Regions from separate parts of the Pan paniscus genome. Here region 2 is linked to region 1. Evidence: chromatin contacts called from public Hi-C data. All regions are on one chromosome and are shown on one strand. The core of a region is the stretch at or near the end of the contact, and the rest is flanking DNA. Distances in the headings are between cores, read along the strand shown. Region 1 overlaps ISCU (iron-sulfur cluster assembly enzyme). Region 2 has its middle 19 kb from the start of TMEM119.

Region 1 (3,597 bases), core at 792-3,291:
TCCATGGACAGGTTTATTTAGAGATGCTAAGACCTATTTGGAGGCTGCAAAAACCCCTAGACTTGAGTTCACTGAAGGGCACATGATGCCCTCATGTGGCTCAAACTAGATTTGTTTGGGGAAAGAGTGTCTTTAATGCGAATTTAAAAAATATCCATTTGTTTTAGCAGTACAACCACGTTTAGAGACTTGGGCTCTTCTGGGAATATTGCTTTGTTTATAAGCTCCTCCTGATGTTCAATTCTGAGGATGTTCACTGGGACAGAAATGTCTCATTTAAATAAAAAAACTCACAAAGAAAAGTGGTGGGGAATTGTGGTGGTGCCACATGTAATAAAGAAGGGAGAGACAAGCTCAGTCTAGAGGGACTGTGAATTAAATTGCAGAACATGCCACACAGGACAATTTTACATGGTTCTACCCAGGGTTCTAATTTGAGATTCCTATAAAGGCCCTGGTCTGTGGCTGCCTTCACAGACTACAGAAGGAACAGTCTTTGAAGTTCTGTGCCCTCCACCAGAACCCAGAGCATTAAAACAAAAAAACAAAAAACAACAACAACAAAAAAAACAAGGGAGGTATATTTAAGAGGCAGCCAGCCTATACCTGAACAAAAAAACCACCACCAGAAAAAACAAACACATCTTACTTTTGAAGCTGAACATTTGAGACTATGGCAGTCAATATTTCAATAACCCATTTTCACTAGAAGATAGGGCATCCTTTATTGAGATTTGCATGACTATGGGTAGCTAAAAATAGGGAGACATCAGGGTAGGAGGGCCCGTGCTTAGACTTATGCCCAAGCCAGGGATGAATGTTTGTTTGTTTGGCTTTGAGACGGAGTCTTGCTCTGTCTCCCAGGCTGGAGTGCACTGGTGTGATCTTGGCTCACTGCTACCTCCACTTCCCAGGTCAAGTGATTCTCCTGCCTCAGCCTCCCGAGCAGCTGGGATTACAGGTGCGTGCCGCCATGCCTGGCTAATTTTTGTATTTTTAGTAGAGATGGGGTTTCACTACCTTGGCCAGGCTGGTCTTGAACTCTTGACCTCGTGATCCACCCGCCTTGGCCTCCCAAAGTGCTGGGATTACAGGTGTGAGCCACTGCGCCCGGTTGGATGAGTGTTTTTTAAACAACCTTAGGTGTACTATGCAGGTACAGATAGTTCAGAACGAACCACTTAAGATACTACATCTATGCAGAACACAGCATTCAGAAGTTTCTTCCCTAAAGTTTGGCTCATCTACGACCACAAAAAACCCAAGAGGTTCTTAAAAGTCAGGGGCTCTGGAATTACCTGCCCAGACAGAAGTCAGAAACTTGGGCCTAGAAATCCGCATTTTAAACTCATTCCCGAGGTGCTCTTCATGTATCTGGTCCACCGCTTTAGGGTGCCAAGCTAATGCTTTTTAGATTTGAGCAACCAGTGAAATTACAGAAAGAATCTTCAAGACTTACTTTGAGCTTTCAACTACTATCACACAAAGAACAATGACAAGCGATAATCATCTCCTTTCATCCTTGTTCCAAAAAATATTACGTATATTTGTCTTTGTTTGCTTGGAGAGCTGTGTATGTCACTGCGGTCCAACCTCTGGGAACCCCAAGGGGCTTTGGGCACCACTTCAGGGTGAATGATGGGCCCAAGAGACAAGGCTTACTAGAGAACACCATCATCTTCCATTATTTTATTATTTTTTATACATATATATATATATATATGCGCAGATCTGTTTTATGTACAACAATTGGTTCTATCAAATATTCAGACCAAGGCATTCTACTGGTAATTTCCCCCCAAATCAATTCAGGTAAAATTAGATACTTATGCACTTCACGGGCTATCAAAACTTGCAACTTCATTATCAATTTCAGTTCTGAGGTCATACACACAATTCAAAATATACATTAACTAGGTTAAGGCGATAAAAGTGGGCTGAAAGAAACCACAGGATTCAGAACAATGAAACTGTGTATTTTGCTTGCATGAGAGTCATAACGTGAACAGCAAGTATTGTGCGTATCTCATAGCTCTTCAGTGGAGAGGAAGCGGCTTCTGAACATCTAAGGTGACTGCACAGCAGGTGGGAAACAGCTGGTGTGGCCTGCTGGAGGCTTCGCCGAGGGAGGGCTCATTTCTTCTCTGCCTCTCCTTTTTTGGGTTCTTGTTTCAATTTGTAATCAGCCAGGGCGGCCTTGATTGCATCTTCAGCCAGCACTGGAAGTAATGGAAGGAAAGAAGCCTAAGTTTCTAGATGTGAAAGAAATGGACTTGGGAATAGAATCTTTAAGAGCTGGGAGGAAGTGGTGCTGGTGGGGACTAATGGAGTAACCAAGCCAGAAAGCTGGGGTGAGGAGTTGCCGGGCACGTCAGCAGCTGCTTCCTGAGCTGAGTTACTCCTGCGGGTGATCCTGGAGACAGACTAGGGTTAAAAATCTGTGATCCCAGGCTAGTTCCTTAGCCTCTTTGACCCTACTTTCTTTTCTATAGAACTGGGATAATCATGCTTTTCTTGCCAGGATAGTGTGGGGACTTACAGAAGATGTCTGACACATAGTAGGGACACAGGAAATGTCTTGCCTGCTCCCATCAAAGTCTAGCTTTGGACAAAATCTTGTCATGATAAAAAAGTTGACATGCCCTTTGGAAAAAAGATTATGTCAATCTGTTGATGGGATGGCATTTGCCACATCACCCTCTAGTGATCGAGAGTTTGACCACTTTTATTTAGGAGTCAATATTCAAAGTGAGGCTATGGGGAAAATAAAAACAGAGAGCTGGAATGACAGCAGAAAGCAAGCAAATAACAGAGAACATCAGCTAAAGGTTTCAGTACCTAAAAAGGCCTAATAAAAGGGCTGGGGATTTCCTGAAACCATGTGAAAATGTTTACAAGTGATGACCTTTCTTTATGGGTACTTAAAATTCCAGATCAAGTGGAAAGAACTTAGGTCTGACCAGGCTTCCTGAAGAATGAGTTAGTGTGTCTGCCCCGGCACCTGGCTCTTCTGCTGTGAGTATTACCTTGGCAAGAGGCCTGACTCTCTGCTGATTTTTAACTAATTTGGTTAGTAAACCTCCATCGATGCATTAAGGCTAATGTTTCTCATTCCTTCTTTCCCTGAGAAGGTTAAGAAATGATGGAAAAAGCATTAGATTTAATACAGAGACCAAACTGGAAAGCCAAGTACAAGTCTTAAGGCATCTGGGCTTTTTTTTAGGATAGCAGGGAGGGGGACATTGTACAACTGGGCTTAGTTGTTCCATATATACAGATGCAGACCCCGACAGGAATACCATCCAGACAGGAAGTGAAGAAATACACAGGAAACAGGATTATGGCGAAAGCTGAGTTTTCTCCTCTGCTGGAAACAGCACAGATTCTGAAATCAAAGATTGGAGCTTAAATTCTGGCTCTTCCACTTATTAGCCATGTGATGTGGGCGTCTCAACCCAAGCCTTAGCTTCCTCATCCATAAGAGGGAAGTAATGACATCTACTGTGCACTCAAGGATATTTGTGAGGTTTAGAAGTTACGCCCATCAAGTGCTCAGTATGATGGCTGGTGCATACCTCCTTCTGGCATGATTCTCTT
Region 2 (3,597 bases), core at 698-3,197, 53 kb before region 1:
AAACCAGGATTTGGAGAGTTCTTGCTTTTCTGCTCCCAAATACCTTCCAGTCATTTCCATGGAGAGAGAAAGAAGCTGCCGCTTAAACAGACTCTGTTCTACCTTCTAGGAGAGGAATAAAAGTCATCTCAGGGGATAGTCTTTATTTTTCTTCTTGAAAAATACCTCCGGCTGGGTGTGGTGGTTCACGCCTGTAATCCCAGCATTTTGGGAGGCCGAGGCAGGAGGACGGCTTGAGCTCAGGAATTTGAGATCAGCCTGGGCAACATGGTGAAACCCCGTCTCTACAAAAAATACAAAAATTAGCCAGGTGCAGTGATGTGCGCCTGTAGTCCCAGCTACTCAGGAGGCTGAAGTGGGAGAATCACTTGAGCCTGGGAGGTAGAAGTTGCAGTGAGCCAAGGTCATGCCGTTGCACTCCAGCCTTGGCAACAGCAGTGAAAAGCTGTCTCAAAAAAAAAAAAAAAAAAAAAAAAAAAAAAAAAAAGAAAAGAAAAGGAAAAAGAAAAAAATACCTTCAATGGCCTCTTTGGAAGTGAAGGACTTCTTTCCTTGCCCCCAATGGTTTATCCCAGAAAAGGGGAGTTCACAGAGAAGGTTGAGTCTGGCAGGGGTTGGCTGCGGCTTGGGAGAGAGGGGTTGGAGGAAAGAGACAAGGGAAAGGTAGGAAAGAGCCGTCAGGGGGAAAGGCCATGGGACAGCATCGGGGAGGAGTGGGGAGAGGGCCCACACATATTGGAAATGCAGTGTCTGTCTCCTCCCCTGAACTTCTAGAAGGATCAAATCTGATACACACAGGCAGGTGTGTTCAAAGTGTCCTGGGGGTGCTGATGGAAGAAGGTGGGAGTGTCTGCCATGGGCTGGGTCAGTTAATACCCGGGGTCGGCAGGCTGATGGGTCAGGAGAGACTGAGTCTACCTCCCCTTTGGGAGGGATCAGAAAAATTAGAGAAGGGGAGCTGAAGGCTCCACAGCAGGGGGCTGTGGACTCAGGCTGAAGGACCTCTGAGTTTTTCCCCAGGGATCTTGTCACCTCGTCTTCCTGGGAGCTTTCCCCTATTTCCTGACAGCTCCTGAGGATGCTGTGTAACCACAGATTTCCATTTGCGTTGGAAGAGGGCCACCTTCCCTTTACAGTTTTCTCTCTCTCCAAGGTGTGGGATTTCATTCAGGGTGGGCGAAGCCGGGTGCTTGAAGCGGCCACCAGGGGGCGCCCGCCGCCAGCTCTTAGAGCAGGTGGAAGCCTGCGTTTCCCTTGGGCCAGACTTGGAGATCATTTAGCCAGGAAGGAGCCCCAAAGCCAGTGGCGTGCTGTTAAGTGTTTAACAACTGGCTTCCAATGGGAAAAAGTCCTGATTTGTAGCATTTGCCAATGTCTTCCATGTAAATACTCCCACAGCCGATTTTGAGCTACCAACCATTATATAGTTGATGATACAATAGATGTTAGTAACAAGGGCATCGATCATTGAATAATGTAGTACAATTATTAGGAATTGGTGAGTTTTGAGCACTGATGACCTTGGCTTTTAATATAATAGAATTTAATTTATTAAACAACTGACACAAAATTCTGAAAATTTTGTTGATTAGCTCTCACGGGCAGATATAGTCTGGCTCCTGCACACCCCTGTGCCCTCCCCTCCTGCCTGGGCCTCCCATGCCCTTGAGGACCACCAGCCTGAATCACCCCACTCATCCATTCAGCAAACACATCCTGAACACACACACAGCTGCAATATCCCCGTGAATCCCCTCAAACAGCTCTCACAGACGGTTCTAGTATTCTCCCCATTTTACAGAAGATGAAACTGAGGCTGAGAGCTAGGTGAAGTCACCTGCCCCAGGTCATGAAGAGGATCTGAGATTGGAACCCAGACCTGAAAGCCAGGATCTTACCACTGTGTCACGCTGTCCTTGAGATCACAGCGGGGTTCTGGGGGAATCCCACGCCCCAAAACCTCAGCCCTGCTGACCTGCCCTGGGGCCTGGAAGTCCCCCATTAGTCACCCTCTGTGGCTCCTGGCTGCTGAGGGAAGGCGCTGTTCCTTGGGAGGGTAACCGAGTACAGCGCAGCCCTCTCATTGCAGAGAACACAACACAGCAGAGCTGGTGCCTAGGACTAAGAGGGATGGCCGGGGGGCAAGCAGCTGGCCTTTACTGAGCACTTACTGCATACCTAGTGCCTTGTCAAACAGTTTGTCTGCATTATCTCATTTAGGACTCAACCTCATAATGTGGGTGCAATGATTGTTCCATTTTCTTGCCAGGGAAACCGAGGTTCAGAAAGCTGAACCACTTGCTCCAGCAGGTTGCACGGTTAGGAAACCACACTGTGCTGACTTCAGCTCTGCCAGCAGGGAAGGAAGGAGGGTAGACAGGAAATGGGGGGCGGGGGATGATGGGCTCAGTTTGTTCCAGGTCCCTTGTCTCTTACAGGCTGGGGCTGCCACCCTGGGCGTGGTTCATCCAGCAGCTGATCTGGCAGGGGCTCCCCAAATTCTTTCCCCAGATCCCATCCCTCTTTGCCACTCAACCAAGCCACCGATTACTATGGAATGTGCCAGGCACTGTGAGAGGCCCTGGGATGCCATGTGAGTAGGACAGGCCTGTAATCCCAGAACTGTGGAAGGCCAAGGTGGGCGGATAACTTGAGGCCAGGAGTTCGAGACCCCTTTGGGGCTCATGGTCTAGAGGGGGACAGATTGATCAAATAATCACCCAGGAAAAGATCAGATTATGGCTGGGCCCTGAGCCCAGAGGAGAGATGCTGGGAGCAATGGGGCCAGAGCTGGGGGGCGTGGGTCAGGAAAATCATGGTTGAAACTTGAAGGACACAGAGTTATTGACTTGGGAGGGAAGGGATAGAGGGAAGAAAGTTCCAGGCAGTGGGAGCATCATGGGCAGAGGAGTTTGCACTAGGGGAGCAGACAAGGTGGGGGCAGCTGCAAGGAGCCAGGGTGGCCGCATGGAGGGGGAAGAGGCTGTGTGAGGATGAGGAGAACCTGGACTAGAGCAGGGTGCAAAGAAATTGTGGAATCGAGAGATAATTGGGAAGAAAAGGGTAGGTGATGCTGATGGGTTGGAAGTGAGGAAAAAGGAGGTTGAAATCTCAGGTTTCTGACTTGGGCAGCTATCCTGATGAGGGTGCCACGGGGTGGCTGGGAAAGCCATGGAAGGAGGTTGCAGGGCTGGTGGTAAGAGGAGTGTCCTGAGCTGGGGTTCAGCCAAGTTGGGTCTCAGGGCCTGCTCAACCTCCAGGTGGAGGTTCCAGGAAAGCTGTTGCAAAAGATGCTTGAGGTCATTAGCCATCAGGGAAATGCAAATTAAAGCCACAGTCAGATGCCACTTCACACCCTCCAGCAGGACTAGAATTAGAAAGACTGACAACACCCAGTGCTGGTGAGGATGTGGAGAAGCTAGAACACTCACATGTTGCTGGTGGGAATGCAAAATGATACAGCCACTTTGGAAACCAGTTGGGCAGTTTCTTATAAAGTTAGACGTGTACTCACCATGTACTCCCCATCCAAGCCAGAAATCCCATTCTTAGGTATTTCCCCAAGAGAATGAAAACAGATGTTCATACAAAGACTGC

The links. Hi-C and Micro-C count contacts between places; a contact is called where the count stands out from the background.
Region 2: a Hi-C map of fibroblasts shows a contact between it and region 1, with 10 times the contacts expected there. The contact joins two enhancer-like sites. A contact is called at or near these places in 2 of 3 Hi-C or Micro-C datasets (fibroblasts and induced pluripotent stem cells).

What each region holds. Positions count from the first base shown.
Region 1 is chr10:116,627,570-116,631,166 of NHGRI_mPanPan1-v2.0_pri, reverse strand. ISCU (iron-sulfur cluster assembly enzyme) reads right to left here. Exons shown (of 5, transcript XM_003832526.5): 5 at 1,675-2,219. The coding sequence ends at 2,134. Among named protein-coding and RNA genes, the nearest start is that of ISCU, 6.6 kb to the right of the region's middle. Within about 2 kb of position 2,041, at least 1 of the 2 cell types and tissues checked has open chromatin away from gene starts, as enhancers often do.
Region 2 is chr10:116,680,776-116,684,372 of NHGRI_mPanPan1-v2.0_pri, reverse strand. No RefSeq gene overlaps it. Among named protein-coding and RNA genes, the nearest start is that of TMEM119, 19 kb to the right of the region's middle. Within about 2 kb of position 1,947, at least 1 of the 2 cell types and tissues checked has open chromatin away from gene starts, as enhancers often do.